Linked DNA regions of Mus musculus: all the other regions are linked to region 3. A link is a contact called in public HiChIP or PLAC-seq, Micro-C and promoter capture Hi-C data. All regions are on one chromosome and are shown on one strand. Each heading gives the region's core, a stretch centred on a gene start, on an enhancer-like site or on the middle of the called end of the contact. The rest is flanking DNA. Distances are from core to core; before and after follow the strand shown. Region 1 has its middle 33 kb from the start of Gm29857. Region 2 overlaps Gm29857 (a long non-coding RNA gene). Region 3 holds the start of Optn (optineurin). Region 4 overlaps Camk1d (calcium/calmodulin-dependent protein kinase ID). Region 5 holds the start of Sec61a2 (Sec61, alpha subunit 2 (S. cerevisiae)).

Region 1 (3,020 bases), core at 332-2,831, 700 kb before region 3:
TATCTATATGTGTGTGTGCTTGGTTGTCTATGTATGCACCATATGTATGCAGTACCCTTGGAGGCCAGAAGAGGCAGATGCCCTGGAACTGGAGTTACAGATGGTTGTGAGCCACCATTGGAATGCTGAGATCAGAACCAGTGTCTCCTGTAAGAGGAGCAGTTTTAGCTGCTGAGCCATTTCTTCACTCACAGACACGCTTTCTCAGTGGCATCTGCGGCTTGAAGATTGGACTGGTAAGCCCCAGGATCCCCCTGTCCACCTCCTGGTCCTGGAATTACAAGTGCATGCCGCTATACCTGACTTTATGGGGGTGCTGGGAATTGAACTCAGGTCCTTGAGCTCGCACAGCAGGTTCTTTACTGATTGAGATGTCTTCCCAGGCCTCTTGCACCTTTCTTACACACATGGCAGCAGGCCAATGGGATCCAGAAAATTCCTCTATGGATTTCATCTCAGGTGACCCTAGGCTGCGTCAAGCTGACAACTGACATTAATAGTACAATCACTGAGTTCCACCCCCAGCTGCGAGGCTGACTGGTGTGGAAGAGAATTGAGGCAAGACCTACAGGGCTTGGGACCACAGTAGTTTTTCTCCAGGGGACTCACTGCAAGTTCAGTGCATTGCTACAACTGTCTCCTGTGTACAAGTGTCCATATTTCCAAATAGAGACATAAATGAGGATGTTTACCACTTCAGGAGCCCGCTGCCCAGGTCCCTAAGGTGGCCTCTAAGTGTTCACCCAGCTCAGAAAGGTCTTGGTGAGCAGTCTCGAGAATGATCTAGAAAGCTTAGCTGCTGTCTTGGAACACCCAGTCTGTGACATGTTGGGGCCACACCATGGTCTTCAGCTAGAAATAGATTACTTTGGAGGGAGGGTGGGGTGGTTTTTCTCTGTGAAGCAATGGAAAACACTTGTGGATTAAATGAAGCAGGAAAGCCAGTTGATGGTTGGGGTGAAAGAAAGACTTTGTTTTATATGGTTTAAAACCACAAAGGATTGGTAAAACAGGCCACGTGGGCTTGTCTGGGAGATGAAGAACATGGTTCCCTGTTTATTGGTTTAATAGCAATTAGCCACCCTCAGAATCTTGCTGAGGATCTTGGTTGCCTGGTGGAACATTGCTTTCATTACGTGGTGGCTGCTCCGGGCCTGCACTCCTGCCCTGTGAAAGCTCCTTTTCCTTCCCCTTGGGGGGGGGGGATCTCCGTTTTCAAGGGCCTTTCTTTTCAAAGACCTTCCTTCACTTGGAATAATCTTACATTTCTAATCTCTGGATTTTTTTTTTCTTTTTCTTTTTCTTTATGTTGCTGGGGATGAAGCCCAGGGCCTCACTCACTTAGCTCTCCACATCTGGTCCGATCTATCCCTCAGCCTTCATCAGTGAGCTCTGAGCAGTACAGCCTGGCTTCTGGAACATTCCATCTTTGTTGTGGATGGGCCTGGTGCTATTTGTATTTCGATGCTAATTCCATTCTCCTGGGAGGGGTTGTGGACAAGGAGTGAGTCACATACCAGGTGACTTCTTGTGAACCAATCCTCTAATGAATAAAGGAGCCAATCACTGGGTGAGTAGGTGGGACTTCCGGATTGGATGGCGGAAGAGAAAGAGAAGAGAGGTAGGGGCATTTGGAACGGGAATAGAGTAAGGGCAAGATGTAACTGCTAGAGTTTCCCGGTATCATAGTGGATCTGCCAGGATTTGCCACTGGAGGAATCAAATTTAATAAGGCTTACAAGATTGGGTTTTAGTTGTTGTGCCCAGAGAATGAGTTACCATTGTTTCTGAGCTAAGTTTGTGTGGTGTTTTTCTTCTCATGGCATTTCAACTGGGTTCCAGTGAGGACGGTATGGCGGCAAAGCATGGGTTTGCCAGATGTGCAAAGGCTGTGAGGGCTTTGAAGCATAGGGCTGGCATGGTAGCGACCCTGTGCTTCAAAAAAAGGTCAAGATAAAAAAGGACAGCCATTGCCCACCAGTGCATGCCTGGTCATGCCGCCGGGGCAGAGAGTTGCTGGCACAAGCACAGGAACATGCCGGTTCGTTTTTAATATTTCCCGCAACACATCCTCACCTGTCCCAGTGCATGCTACCCTGTGGCTACCCTGCTTACCTAAACTACCTTCTTATCATGCTGCCTCTAATGTTTCATGAGCCACCCTTTATGTGAAGTCATGCTAGACTCGTTTTCCTTAGCTCCCCCAGATGAAGGCTCTATGGTCAGTGTATTAACTAAGTATATAGGCTTGGCTGGGGGGCTGCGGCTGGCCTAGCATACCCAAGGCCCTGGGTTCAATCCCCAGTACTGCAAAAATGAATGAATAAACAAATAAATAAACACTGTCTGGCCTTGGCTACTGATTACCTTCCCCTGTAAATGGTCAGTTCCGAAGAGTCGGCAGGTTGTGACCATCCTTCTTAGATTTGCTAAGACGCTGGCACGGGTCTAGTTGCTGGTCCTCACTGAACATCAGGAAATGCCCTCTCCTCTCTGAAGTGGCTCCAAATTTACCCACTAGTGCCTGTTTGAGTCGCCCTAAATTGATGAGATGGGAACAATGTAACAATGGCAATGGTGATCTCCCCCAATGACCGACTGAGATGGGGACAATGTAACAATGGCAATGGTGATCTCCCCCAATGACCGACTGAGATGGGGACAATGTAACAATGTAATAATGACAATGACAATATCCCACAGTGATTGAGGTGGAGACAAAGCTGGAGAACAAAATAATTGGAAGAGAACAATAGAGATTTAAATGGCCATAGAAAGAACCAAGCTTTGGGGGTACATACCTGTCATCCCAGCACTTGGAAAATAGAGACAGGAAGATTGGAAGTTTGAGTTTAGCCTGGGCTACTAGTGAGTTCAAGGGCTACATAAGGGGGACTCTATCATAAACTGAAGTCTTTGGAAAAAAGGAAGGGAAAAATGAGGAGTTGCTTCACAGGTATAGAGTGTCTGTTTTATCAGGTGAAACATTCTGCAGACTAGCTATACCACAATGATATTGA
Region 2 (3,017 bases), core at 20-2,519, 670 kb before region 3:
TCATATTGTGCCTAGTTGCTGATGTTCTCTGCCGCCCCTGGAAACTGTATAAAAACCCTCTCCAAATGGGCCACCCAGGGTGGTCGCCTCTTTCAGGTACAGGGCAACCCCAGTGCACTGGAACAATAAATTCCTTTTGCCTTTGCATTGATCCCTGGCTCTCTGTTGTTCACTTGGGGGGGGGGGGGGGTCCCTGCTAGTTAAGGCTCATCAGAGTCTTACATTAGTTTTGTATAAAATCGTATGTTTCATGTAAGTCTATTTGCATCCTAAATTAATTTGGGGGGAAGTGTTAAGGATTGAACCTATGGCCTTGAATATGCCAAGCAAATATTCTGCCAATGAGTTAAGCCCCAGATCCCTTTGACAATATTTTTTTTTGTAGTTTTAGATACTGCCACAAATAATGTATCATGGGGGGGAATTAAAGAAATTATGAGTTTTTCTGTTTACTAGGAGTCAGCCTCTTGTGCTGGTTTGAATGAGAATATCTGGCTAACTCATTTTTTGAACTCTTAGTCCTGTATAAAAGTGGGGGTTTCAGAACTAAAGTATCAAGTGAGGACATGACCACTCTGAGGTATGGTTGACAAAGTTTTTATTGTAGATACTGGGGAGGGTACAATCCAGAGCAGGGAGAGAAAGTAGTAGACTAAACATGGCCAGTCTATTACCGTGGGAGCACAGCAGCATCCAGGCAGGCATGGTCCAGGAGGAGCAGAGAGCTCTACATCTTCATTTGAGGGTCTCAAAGCCTATGCCCACAGTGACACACTTCCTCCAACAAGGTTACACCTACTCCAACAAGGCCACGCCTCCTAACAGACTCACTCCCTGGGCCAAGCATATACAAACCACCACAGACTAGAGCCACTCCCCGGGCCAAGCATATACAAACCACCACAGACTAGAGCCACTCCCCGGGCCAAGCATATACAAACCACCACAGACTAGAGCCACTCCCTGGGCCAAGCATGTACAAACCACCACAAACTAGAGCCACTCCCTGGGCCAAGCATATACAAACCACCACAAACTAGAGCCACTCCCTGAGCCAAGCATGTACAAACCACCACAAACTAGAGCCACTCCCTGGGCCAAGCATATACAAACCACCACAGACTAGAGCCACTCCCTGGGCCAAGCATGTACAAACCACCACAGACTATTTCTAGTTTGTGCTCTGCTTTGTACTTGTAGGTCAAGAGGTAATTCCTCAACTGCCGATCCCTTGTCTGGGAGACCTTCCTGGTAGTCAATGTTCCTGACAGATACTTCATAGAGTTGCCTCTCTTTGTCTTCTGAATCATTCACTCATGAATTAACAGCTGAATTCCTGTGGTAGTCCAGGAGCTGATTCATTGCCAGGTCTGGGTGGGGAGTGTCTTTAAAAATGAATGTAAAATAAATGTCTCTGAACTCAGAGGACCTGACTTAAAGTTTGCAGTGGTTTGACCCTGGTCTTTGTTCCTGGCGTTGGAGTTTTTATTCCCTTATCAAATGAAGAGCTCGTCTCCAACTTGCTTTTCTTTGGGCTTGACTGATGCCTTAGGCTGGAAGGTCCTCAAGCAGGAATAACTTGCTTCTGCTTTGTCTTCTTGACTTTGGCTGGTGTTTCTTCACTATCTCATTATGGCTTTGATGCTTTTAAGAAAACTAAACAAATATTTCATCCAGCTTGGCAGGCTGTCTTTGATCTTAATCACTCATCTTGTTGTTGCCAAATTAGACCTACAATGTAACTTAGGTTCAAATCCCAGCTCTTATTTTCAACTGGCCTGGGTTGGCCAAATTGTCTTCCTCTTGATTTGTCACACACATTAAACCCTACCAACTGATCTTTGTGGTTGTGTAATTTGAAAGTTAAAGCCTTTGTTTTTTTGTTCTGGTAAAGTGGTACAGTAACAGATGTGTTCATTGACTGTGTCCCAAGCTAGAAGGTAAGTTTAGGATTATGGAAAATTTGTGTGTGTGTCCCTCCCCCAATTTTCTCTTTCCCAGGAAATGCCTGATAAGGAGAATCTGCACAGTATGCTTGAGCTGAGGGAAATGGTTACTTTGTAAAGATAACCAAGGACTCAATCAAAATACATATTGCTTATAAACAAAAACATACTGCAAAAAAATGGGCAGAGGGTCCTATTCACTTGCATTATTTTGTAAAGTTGATCAGTGTTAAACTGGTTCTGGCTTTAGTTTTTCATTTAATGTGGCCTTGTAATAGAGTCCTTACACTAAATATTTCTTCTAATCTGAAGTAGTTTAGCAAAAGTTCTGTCATTAACATAAGCATAAGTGGTGTGTGTATATGTGTGTATGTGTGTGTGTGTGTATGCATGTCTGTTTTAAACCAGGGGTTGATTTAGTAAACTTGGGTTACCCACAGTCACCAAAGCTGGGGTGCCAGCTTCCGGTGTGTGTCTCTGCAGCGTTTTAGAGGAGTTGTAATCAGAACATTTAAAGAAGCCAAGCATGCTTTTTTATAGTGTCGCGATGCCCCCAAAGACTCAGTGTTTCAGACGAGAAAGCCATGGAATTATGATAGGCGGCAGATTGGCTTCTCCATGTCAGATGCTTGGCAGTTGATCCTTGCCTGATGGCCTTAAAACACCCCATCTGCGGAGAGAACGCTAACACGTTCATTTTCTGGATAAGGACATCAGCTTGGAGGGAATTCTTTGACTTGTCCAAGGCCACAGAGCCTTGGGGAAGAGGCTCCCCATTCCCTACCTTCCTCTCTGGAGACCTTCTGCTGTTCTATTACTCGCAACAGAACAAACGGCACCTGTGTGCTCTGAGGGTCAATTAAACTCATGGAGTGTTTGCTTGAAATTTTACAATGTTTGCCATCAAGACTCTGGTAATGTGTCTTTAAAAGGTGACAAGGGAGGCTGGAGGGGGTGTGTGGCTCAGTGGATAAAGCACCTGCCGCAGAAGCTGGAGGGCCTGAGTTTGGCTCTTCAGAAGCCATGGAAAAGGTGTGGCATAGTAACACCTGTAGCCCTTGAGTTAGGAAA
Region 3 (2,998 bases), core at 24-2,523:
AACCACATGGTGGTTTACAACCATCCGTGATGAGATCTGATGCCCTCTTCTGGGGTGTCTGAAGAATGCTACATTGTACTTACATATAATAAATAAATAAATAAATCTTTTAAAAATACATTTTTATAATAAGCCATTAAACATAACTGTTTCCTTGAGTTCTGTGAGCTGCATGGCAAATTAGTAAAGCCCAACAAGGACATTCTGTAAACCCCAATGTACAGCAGGCTAGTGGGTCAGAGGCTCGGGAAAAACAGCCTGGGGCTTCCCGTTGGCATTGGAAGGCTCAGACAGATCTGCAGGGTGGCATTCTTACCTGTGGGACCTGCCACCACATTCAGGGACATGGTGTCAGAACTCAGTAGAATGAAAGGACATTGGCCAATATGCCCTGCAAATACAACTAGGTGGTGGTCGAGAGGCATGACAAGGGTTCACAGAAGTCTTCTGTGTTAGTTGTGGAGACTATCATAAAAATTACAAGTCCCCATCCCCCCCACCCCGCTCCCCAACACAGCTTTTCAAACCTTCTCTGTCCAGCTTTAGGGTTAACATTTGAGACCAAGTCTTGGAACGGACAGCAGGTGATCCGGTCTATGCAATTAGGTGAGCTGAGTTGAGCTGTCTCTTACTGTGTTGGTGAGGATCCCGACCTCTCCTTCCAACCTGTGTGCAGGTGCACATGCAGTCACAACCATGTGTTCCTTATCTCTCCTTTCATCAGTAATCAAAATTCTTCCCTGGTTATGACATCTCTTTGACCTTGAGCACAAAACCTAATCTCATGCTATCTTCTGAGCCACCCAGGAGCTAGCCAGAGTTTCTACCTAGTTACCTTTCACTGGGGTCTGGTTGTCAAGGTAACGCTTTGCCTGGAGCTCACCCTTCCGATCAAATGCCATCTGTGTCCTGTGATGCCACCTTGCTGATGCCCAGGGGCTGGGAATGCAAACTAGAAGGTTTCTCTACTATTTTCTAGCTTTGCATTCTAGTCTAAGTAGAGGCATCCTCGGCACAGTTAAGACTGCTGAGTGTAATCCGAATCAATCCATCAATCTCACCTGCCTGGGCCATCTGATGCAGCTATATGTTAATGGATCTGGGAGAACAAGAGCTCAAACACATTTTGCATTGTCTTTCTTTTCTTCTTTGGTTTTTAATTAAAGCCTCCAAGAGAGGCTCTATCCCTAACGAACCGCGGAGACAGACCCTGGGGCTCAGGAAGAGCTACAGAGGGGCGGAGCGTTGGGCGTGGCTTTCAGGGGCGTGACCGAGTGGGCGTGGTCTGGGAAATTTCTTGGCTAGGGCGGGAGCGGGCGCTGCGGTCAGCTGAGCGGCGCCTGGCGGGTCGCGAGGCCGCGCGTCACCGTCCAGCTGCCCGGTCGCCGCCCCCCGGCTGGTCCCTGGCGGGCGTCGGCATCCAGAGCTTTGGGACAAAATACCAACGAAGCAGTGACCTAAGAGGAGAGGATCCCTGTGGCCGGTGAGCCGGGCCGGGGGGTGGCGGGCGCTGACTGAGCGCGGCGACTCTCCCCAGCGGACTCCATCCTGGCAGCGGTTCTCGCTGTCGCCGTCTTCCGGAGCCTGCCGCGGGAAGGGTGACGAAGCTGGGGCGGCCCTCCTGTAGGACGGCTGTCCTGAGAAGGCTTCCGAGGCCCAGGCAGACCCTGCCCTGGTGTGACAGGGCGGCGGGGATGGAGGTGGGGGTGGGGAGTGACGGCCACCCCAGAGGACACCCCTCTTTCCCCGGGATAGTAAAACAGTCTCGGCTGGCCGCAGGTGACTTCCAGTTCAAGTCATCGAGGTGGTTTGAAGGTGACGTCCCAGGTTGAGAGTGATTGAGCAAGCAGTCAGTTCATTTTAAGGAGGAAGTGGTTAAGGTACTGTCGCAAGGAATGAAGGTAGTTTGAATGAGGTCGCCCAGGAACAGTGAAGAATAGAGAGACCCCTTGCCAAAGTAACAGGCTTACAGAAGGGTACATTAACTGTTGTGTCTATCTGGGAGAGAGTGCTATATCCATGCATGTATATACACTCTTGGCAGTGGGGGGTCACAGAAAGAGACGGAGGCGGGTGGCGGGGGGAATGTGAGATAATAAGAATGAATTTTTAAAAGCTGGGAAATTTGAAGGAGTTGTTTTTACCACGGGCAATGTGTAAATTGGAGGCAGTAAGCAAGCCTCAGAGGGAAATGAAACCCAGCACCTGGTCTAGCCTGCAGGGTCAGGACTCCTGTGTAGGAATGAATGTATGCCTGAAGTATTTAAGGTTGAAACGGCCAATCTTATGGAAAACCTCAAGAAAATCACATAAGGCAGGCAGTATTGGATCACTTACGCTTTCAGAACTGAATCCAAAGCTGCCCTTTGACCCAAAGCAGCCACTTTGCTCTTTTGACTTAGGGAGCGAAGTTAGGAGCCTATCGCCCATCGCCCCAGGCTGATAATGGGGTAGATCCGAACAGAGCAGAGGCCACTACCAGAGACTGCCTTGGACTTGATTGGACGAGGGAAGTTTCCACTGTGGATCGCGTGTGTATTTGATCTGTTTATAGTGAGCCGGTTTGAGCAGTACTTTATGTAGTGTGTAACACCATGAAAGTAGCTACAGTTTTTACAACCGGCCTGTAAATTGTGTGGGGGAGGAGAGAAAGAGCGAGCGAGAGAGAGAGAGAGAGAGAGAGAGAGAGAGAGAGAGAGAGAGAGACTCAGTCTCACCTCAGTCTTGAGAGGAGTTGGTATGACTTTCCTCCTGGTTATTATCGAGCTCCCGCATTTAAGTAGCCCATACTTTTTCTGGCCATGAACTGTACTTACTCATCCCCAAATCTGCTTGCCTGTAGTTTTGTTATAGAGCCTTAGCATGTTGATGAATTCTTTGGATTTTCTGTAAAATCAAAATCCAAAAGAAAAGAAATTAAGCCCTTTAAATTTTACTATATTTATTATTTCTGTGTGTTTATGTGAGAGGGTGTTGGTGCTTGTATGCACGTGCCTGT
Region 4 (3,340 bases), core at 538-3,037, 550 kb before region 3:
TGAAGTTTCAAACCCTCAAGATACTTGAGGCATCAGAGTTTGTGGGCATCCCCATGTGTCTTGATATTTGGTCCATAGACAATATACATGTATTGATTACCCCCAGAACCTGAAACCTACGCCCCAAACTCACGTCCAGCAGTTGACAGTAATGTTAGCCAATTACCCTTAATGTCTCCTCGGGGCTCTCTCTGAAACCATTTTGCTGATGGAGCAACTGTGGATTCCAGTCTTCCTGGAGCTCTTTTGGAGTTACTGCTAATCTGTAAATCTGTCGCACTGACATTGGTGATGATAATAATAGCTAGAGTGTACTGAGTGCCTGATGTGGTCCGGGCGCTATGCCAAGTGTTTGATGTAGATTATCTCATTTCATCTATACAATGGCCTCAGAAGGCAGTGATGATAACTCCCCTTTATGAAGGAAGGAGCTGTGACTCAGCAAAACTGAAGGAACTTTTCTGAAGCCTGTGACTCATCAACTTGAACATGTGTGGGAATCCCCTGGGGGGATGAGTTAACACAGTGACTCATGAGGTGGGTCCCATTGTCACCATCTGAGAAAACTGGGGTGTGTGGAGGATTCTTGGCAGCCCCTTCTCAGGGTCATACAAGTTGCCAATGGACACAGCAAGGATTCCCATCTGGTAGCCCACTCCAATGCTCACAATCCACTGCTTGTCAGAGAGAGTTGGGTCTAAATAAGGGCACATTAGAGGCACACACTGTGATAAATGGGCATGGTAGATATAAGTGGCTCCAGGAGTTGGATGCTGTGTGGGTCACTCATGTTATTTGGTGACCTGTCAATGCCAGTCCACCTAGGGTGGCAGGATATCTCTCTGTCACTCAGCCTGTCCCTCTTGCCTTCTCAGGTATTTCCCTCCACTGAAAGGAAATGTGTCTTTTCTCAAGGGGAGGATCCCTGTATTTATAGAGCATCTTAGAGCACAATTACTTCTTTAATCCTCTTAGCGGCTTTGAAAAGAGGGCCATGAACCCAGAGAGCCATCTCTTTGCTCCTGTCCTTTTTTCACCCCGCCCCACCCCCACAGTTCTCAGTATGTGTTGTGGCACAGACAAAAGGAGGGGGAACTTCAGGGGAGTGGGAGTCAGATACTTTCTTCAATAACTTCTGAGCTAGGTAGAAGTGTGGGGGTGCTTGGAGGACCTCAGGGCAGCTTGCTACATTCCTACTTGTCTTAGGAGTCCTAGTAGCTGATCAGAGAGCTCCCTTCCCACCAAGAGAGTGCAGCAGCCATTCTGCTCCTTTAGAGACTCCAGAAAGCATGCTGGAATGAGAGCATTTGTTGTCTTTTGAAACAGCCTCCCAGTGCTGAGGAATAGCAGGAGAAAATGTAAAGGGGGGTAGGGCAGGCTGCGGAACTTTCCCTGTTGTTCTTGGACTTTTTCCACGAACACACTCACAGTGAGGCCCGTTGCTTTTGAGTGATACACAGCCTGCAGTCAGCACTGTGTGTGGTTAGGCCCACAGTCCGTGCTCACTGGGCAGCAGTGGGTGCACTGAGAGCCAAGGGTGTTGCTCTTGGCCAGCTGAGCTCTTTGCTGGGCTACCTTGCTGCCGCTGCTGGGTTTCTTGTTTGTACACGTGGTGCTTTATGTTTCAGGATGAGTAAGGACTGTGGTTGCAGCAGCTCAGGATGCTTACAGATGTTGGGCTCTCCCGCCTCAGGGTGACCAATCATTTCCCTGCCCAGGCTGCCTTGCAAGCAGAGGTTCAAGAGAGGCTTCAGTCACAGAGGCGCTTGCTTGCTCTCGCTTGCTTCCGCTCCAAAGAAGGGGTTCAGCTGCAGCGACTTCCTTTTCCTGTTCTGCCCAGCTCCCTGCTCAGTCACACTCGGGGTCCCCCAGATAACAGTTTGGGGAGTCTCCAGTTAGTTGCATGTGTCTTTTTACTGCTGTTTCTTCTCTTTGTGAAATCCGAGTTTATGCAGCCTAGGCTAACAGTGGACCCTGGTTCTTCCTATGTGTTTAAGTTAAGCGATAACGTACAGGAGTTTTCTCCTGCAGCGTGGGTCCTCGAGATGGAATCCAGGGTTTTAGACTTGGGTGGGAGCCATCTTGCTGACCCCTGATCTTTATTACTCTGATGAGCTGTTTTCATAGTCGGTGATGTGTGGGTCACAGGGTGGTCTCCAGCTGATGCCCTGAGACCCTCAGGAGGCAGGGCCAAGTGGCACTCTCAAGGCTTTGCTTTGGTTCATGCATATCTATCACTCCCGAGCTTTGCTGAAAGGAAAAAGGCTGCGGCAGCTGGGCTCCAAATTCTTGCTTCACTCTGGTAGCCTTCCTGGTTCTGGGCCCTCGCACAGGATCCCTCATTTTGGGTCCCTTCCTCTGTGCCTTCTCTGCAGCCACCCCTAACGATCCAGATACCAGCTCCCTTTGTGTCTCACCTCAGAGAAAGGGACATGTGTGGCTTACGGTCAAGTCAATGATAGGAGAACCTGGGACTGAACAGGAAGTGTGAATTAGGGCTTTGAAAAGTGGGCACCTAATAAGCAATCCTTCCACCTCCTTCCTTGCAGGAGAGCAGAGAGCGGAGATAGAGCGCCGTCATTATCCTCCCTGTAATTATAGGAAAGAGCCAATGTTCTTGGAAAATCCAGCAGTCAGGGCTGCTGAGCCAACTCAATCCTCCAAGATGGCTTCTGGAAGCCAGGCAGGGAAATTAGCTTAATGGAGGTTGAGTGTTCTGTGAGACCCTTGAGTGTTTGAGTGAGGGCACTAAGACCCCCCCTCCACCCCCCATCCCTCTGCCCGCTTCCTCCACTTCCAGTTCCTGGTGTAGAAATCATCTTCAGGGCTGCTTGGTTCTCTCAGTGGCCTCCAGCTTGAGCTGTCACACATCAGGGCTGTAGCAGTTCGCTGCTGGCCTTGGCCTGAGCCTGTGCAGGGCAGGTGTGAGGAAGAGGAGGAAGCTGGGGTGAGGGGTCAAGGGGGGGGGACTCCCTGGCCGAAACCTCTGTCCTGATTGGCCTCTGCCTTTCCCCACTTCTCCTCCTGGCTCCTTGGGAACACTCCCAACCCCTTTTCATGTTGCCAGTTACCACCCAGGGTGGGAAGGTTTGCTTTGGGGATTTGTGTGCTGAGCACAGAGGTCCAGAGAGGAGCCTTTCTGTGGGGGTAGTATGGTTAGAACCCTTTTGGATGCTTTCTCTGCTCCTCATTCGGGTATTTCTAAGCAAGAATGCAAACAGGCCTGAAATAGAATGTATTAGTAAGTGTAACAGAGAAGCAGAGGATATTTTTAGCAAATATGGCTGAAGCAGATTATTTCAATGAGTGAAGGTGAGGGGTGTGTGTGTGCGCAGTGCTG
Region 5 (3,041 bases), core at 348-2,847, 830 kb before region 3:
CTGTGTAGAGCAGGCTGGTCTTGAACTCAGAGGTCTCTCTGTCTCTGCCTTCTGAGTGCTGGGATTTAAGGTGTGTACCACCATGCCAGACTATTATTTGCATTTTAGAATAATGCTGCAGTTATTTAGCATCTTTCTAGTATTTGCCCTCTTTCTTTCTACGACATGTCCCCTCCTGTCTGCAGCTGGGTATTAGTTGCAGTACTTTGTACTTACTGGCTCCATCATTGTGCCATCTCTTTAACCCTTTCCCTCCCTTTCCTTTCTGCATCCTTCAGTCCTTCTTTCTTTTGCCGAGCCTTATGAATCTTGTCACTTCATTACTACTTATATAAATCTGTAAAGTTTCAAAGGCAAGTTTAATAAGAATAATAGTGTATATTTAAGTTTAAAAAAACCATAATGTACCTTTATTCTCTTATCTTTTGGTTTCTTAAATTAAAAGATATTAAAACTCTAAGATGGAATTTAATATATTTAAAAATGTTTTTGTCTTGCTCTTTCTAAATTTCTTCCTATGCTGCCTCTCACAAGTTTATTATTTCTTGTTACAGTTTTCCCTGACAGAGCTATGAAAATGTCTTCTGCCTTTCTACCTTTATATCAGCCACATTCTGAATTGTGTTGCAGAAAGGGACATTTGAATTATTTCATATGAAACACTACTGTATTTTCTTTCCTCTTAAAAATGTTAGTTTTTCTTATCTGCTGTCCATAATTATGCATGTTTAATGTTCAGTGAGAACTAGAGCTTCAGTTATGTAATTAGTAAGTTGAAATATTAAAAATAATGAATTTTGCTTAAAATGACACATTATTCTTTTTTTTTAATTAGGTATTTTCCTTGTTTACATTTTCAATGCTATCCCAAAGGTCCCCCATACCCACCCCCCATATATCACATTATTCTTAGCAAAATAAAAATTACCACCTTGAAAGAACCATTTTACTCAAATTTCTTATGTTTTCCATATATTTCCTATTTGGGAAAAATAGTCTGAAATTAACTTCTCTAATTTACCTATATTACCTTGGAAGTTTTACTGGGTTTTTTTTGGGGGGGCGGGTTCGAGACAGGGTTTCTCTGTGTATCCCTGGCTGTCCTGGAACTCACTCTGTAGACCAGGCTGGCCTCGAACTCAGAAATCCACCTGCCTCTGCCTCCCGAGTGCTGGGATTAAAGGCGTGCGCCACCACCGCCCGGCCTAAAAAGGTTTCTTTCTGAAAAAGAGAGACAGATAAAAGAGTTTATACCTCTTGATGCCTTGATGTCTATTTTGAAGATGGGGAAGTACTGGAAAGTACTATTGTCTGCAGTGTATTACCAGTTTTCACAAATGTCTAAGAAGTTACAGTTAAGATGGGGCGGAAAGAAAAGTCTGGCTCAGGTAGCTCAGCTCTAGGCCTTGGGGTACCTGGACCAGGAAACCTTATCTAGAAAACAGCTTTGAAAAGGAAAACCCTTGTCCTGGAGTAGAGCAACTAAGAACCGCCCACCACGGCAGGCCGCCCCGCCTCTTGCCATCCAGTCCCGCCCCCGCCGCCGCGCCAACGGTGACCATAGCAACGCGGTGGACGTCCGCCAACGGCCAGGCTAGGTCTGGGAGGAGCCTAGAGCGCATGTCACATGACTCTGTGGGCGGAGCTTGTGCGGGGACGGCCAGAGCGTGTCCCCAGCCTCCGCCGCCTAGGCCAGAGTCGTGAGGAACGGAGCGGAGGCAGCTGCGAGGCCGCGGGTGCCCGCCGGGTGTGCTGAGCCGCCGCCATGGGCAGTGAGTGTGGTGGCTGGAGCGCGAACCTCGAAGGCCGCGGGTCCTTTCGGGCTGTGGGCAGTGGAGTCGCTTACTCCTTGGGGTGGTCTTGGGTGCGGGGGATGCGCAGGCCTCGTTGGGGTCGCCACGGGCAGAGCGAGCTGGGGACCCGCCAAGGCGCCTCGGGTCAGCGAGGCCTTGCCCGGCGGGTCACGGGAACTCAGAAGTCCCGGTTTGCTCCCCTTAGGAGGCGAGGAGCGAGGATGGCGCGGGGAGGCCATTGGCTGGGGGCGGGGGGTAGTTAGCACACTCCACGGCTTGGACCACTTGGGCTTTTTCTGAATCTCAGGAAACTCATTAATTTTTAAATTATTATTCTTGAATCACGCTTCCTTGGTGTGTTGCGACGAATAAGTCTCCCTTTTTTTAAAAAAATATTTTTTATTAGGTATTTTCCTCATTTACATTTCCAATGCTATCCCAAAAAGTCCCCCATAACCTCCCCCACCAAGTCTCCCTTTTTTAAAAATGTGATTCGTAGCATGCGTTTTAGGGGAGGAAAGGCGTGTGATCAGTAGCTCAGCATTTTCCTAGATTAATTCTTCCCAGTCATTCTGTAGTGTTCATTGAAAACTGTAAGTTGGTGCGCAAGGTATGGACGAGGCCTCGCATTATAAGATCCTTCCAGGGCCCTGCCCAATCACTCACCCTCATGTATTTTCACACAGATACTTTACCTAGCAGTTCACATGTTTGTGTATAAAGGGATAACGTTGCGATGCACTCCATTGGCTAACAGTAGACATTTGGGGAAAATTGGAAAGGAAATAAGAGACCCTTGGCCTTGAATTGTGAATAAAAATGGAATTGTGCAACACGGGGAGAGGCAGTACATGGCGGCACGCAACAGCGTTTTTTGATCCTGAACGCCAGTACAGTAATTCATAAACTAGCAATAAATCTCGGAGAGTAGCCTGGGCTGAGATGGGGAAGGGAGGCGATTCTAGACAGTTTCCCAGTGTTGTGACCCATAGTTGTTGTTTTTTTAATTGCAGGTAAATGTTTTCAGAATTTAGATTTACTTTTTTTTTTTTTTTTTTTTTTTTAAAGATTTATTTATTTATTATATGTAAGTACACTGTAGCTGTCTTCAGACACTCCAGAAGAGGGAGTCAGATCTCGTTACGGATGGTTGTGAGCCACCATGTGGTTGCTGGGATTTGAACTCCTGACCTTCGGAAGAGCAGTCGGGTGCTCTTACCCGCTGAGCCATCTCACCAGCCCTAGATT

The links. A called contact is a pair of places that touch in the nucleus more often than the background predicts. HiChIP or PLAC-seq counts read pairs in DNA pulled down with a chosen protein or histone mark. Capture Hi-C pulls out chosen DNA fragments and counts their contacts.
Region 1: a contact with region 3 is called in an H3K4me3 HiChIP or PLAC-seq map of embryonic stem cells, with 7 times the contacts expected there. The contact joins the enhancer-like site here to the promoter of Optn in region 3. A contact is called at or near these places in 1 of 39 promoter capture datasets (hippocampal neurons), 6 of 484 Hi-C or Micro-C datasets (3T3-L1-derived adipocytes, Sertoli cells, embryonic fibroblasts and 3 more), 13 of 115 datasets of contacts at active chromatin or transcription factors (bone marrow-derived macrophages, craniofacial prominence, embryonic hindbrain and 4 more) and 4 of 9 other capture datasets (adipose tissue, embryonic stem cells, liver and 1 more).
Region 2: a contact with region 3 is called in a FOXA1 HiChIP or PLAC-seq map of pancreatic cancer cells. The contact joins the enhancer-like site here to the promoter of Optn in region 3. A contact is called at or near these places in 1 of 39 promoter capture datasets (the SN4741 cell line) and 7 of 115 datasets of contacts at active chromatin or transcription factors (the NIH/3T3 cell line, embryonic fibroblasts, embryonic forebrain and 4 more).
Region 4: a contact with region 3 is called in a Micro-C map of the G1E-ER4 cell line. The contact joins the enhancer-like site here to the promoter of Optn in region 3. A contact is called at or near these places in 3 of 484 Hi-C or Micro-C datasets (the G1E-ER4 cell line and embryonic stem cells) and 4 of 115 datasets of contacts at active chromatin or transcription factors (embryonic forebrain, embryonic stem cells, pancreatic cancer cells and 1 more).
Region 5: a promoter capture Hi-C map of liver shows a contact between it and region 3, with 5 times the contacts expected there. The contact joins the promoter of Sec61a2 here to the promoter of Optn in region 3. A contact is called at or near these places in 2 of 39 promoter capture datasets (erythroid cells and hippocampal neurons), 4 of 484 Hi-C or Micro-C datasets (embryonic stem cells, liver, nephron progenitors and 1 more), 12 of 115 datasets of contacts at active chromatin or transcription factors (the 230-238 cell line, astrocytes, bone marrow-derived macrophages and 5 more) and 4 of 9 other capture datasets (adipose tissue, embryonic stem cells, liver and 1 more).

The regions. Positions count from the first base shown.
Region 1 is chr2:5,759,317-5,762,336 of GRCm38.p6, reverse strand. No RefSeq gene overlaps it. Among named protein-coding and RNA genes, the nearest start is that of Gm29857, 33 kb to the right of the region's middle. Within about 2 kb of position 1,581, at least 8 of the 459 cell types and tissues checked have an H3K27ac peak or open chromatin away from gene starts, as enhancers often do. A contact at or near this core is called in embryonic stem cells, where this site is marked.
Region 2 is chr2:5,732,168-5,735,184 of GRCm38.p6, reverse strand. The region is part of intron 1 of Gm29857 (a long non-coding RNA gene); the gene reads right to left. Among named protein-coding and RNA genes, the nearest start is that of Gm29857, 5.7 kb to the right of the region's middle. Within about 2 kb of position 1,269, at least 23 of the 459 cell types and tissues checked have an H3K27ac peak or open chromatin away from gene starts, as enhancers often do. A contact at or near this core is called in the SN4741 cell line, embryonic fibroblasts and pancreatic cancer cells, where this site is marked.
Region 3 is chr2:5,062,392-5,065,389 of GRCm38.p6, reverse strand. Optn (optineurin) reads left to right here and starts at 1,273. Exons shown (of 14, transcript NM_001356487.1): 1 at 1,273-1,483.
Region 4 is chr2:5,612,223-5,615,562 of GRCm38.p6, reverse strand. The region is part of intron 1 of Camk1d (calcium/calmodulin-dependent protein kinase ID); the gene reads left to right. Among named protein-coding and RNA genes, the nearest start is that of Camk1d, 100 kb to the left of the region's middle. Within about 2 kb of position 1,787, at least 188 of the 459 cell types and tissues checked have an H3K27ac peak or open chromatin away from gene starts, as enhancers often do. A contact at or near this core is called in the G1E-ER4 cell line and pancreatic cancer cells, where this site is marked.
Region 5 is chr2:5,893,988-5,897,028 of GRCm38.p6, reverse strand. Sec61a2 (Sec61, alpha subunit 2 (S. cerevisiae)) reads left to right here and starts at 1,597. Exons shown (of 12, transcript NM_021305.4): 1 at 1,597-1,772. The coding sequence starts at 1,766. It overlaps Gm13267 (predicted gene 13267), which reads right to left and starts at 1,565. Exons shown (of 3, transcript NR_166420.1): 1 at 1,255-1,565. It also overlaps a transcript of Dhtkd1 not described here.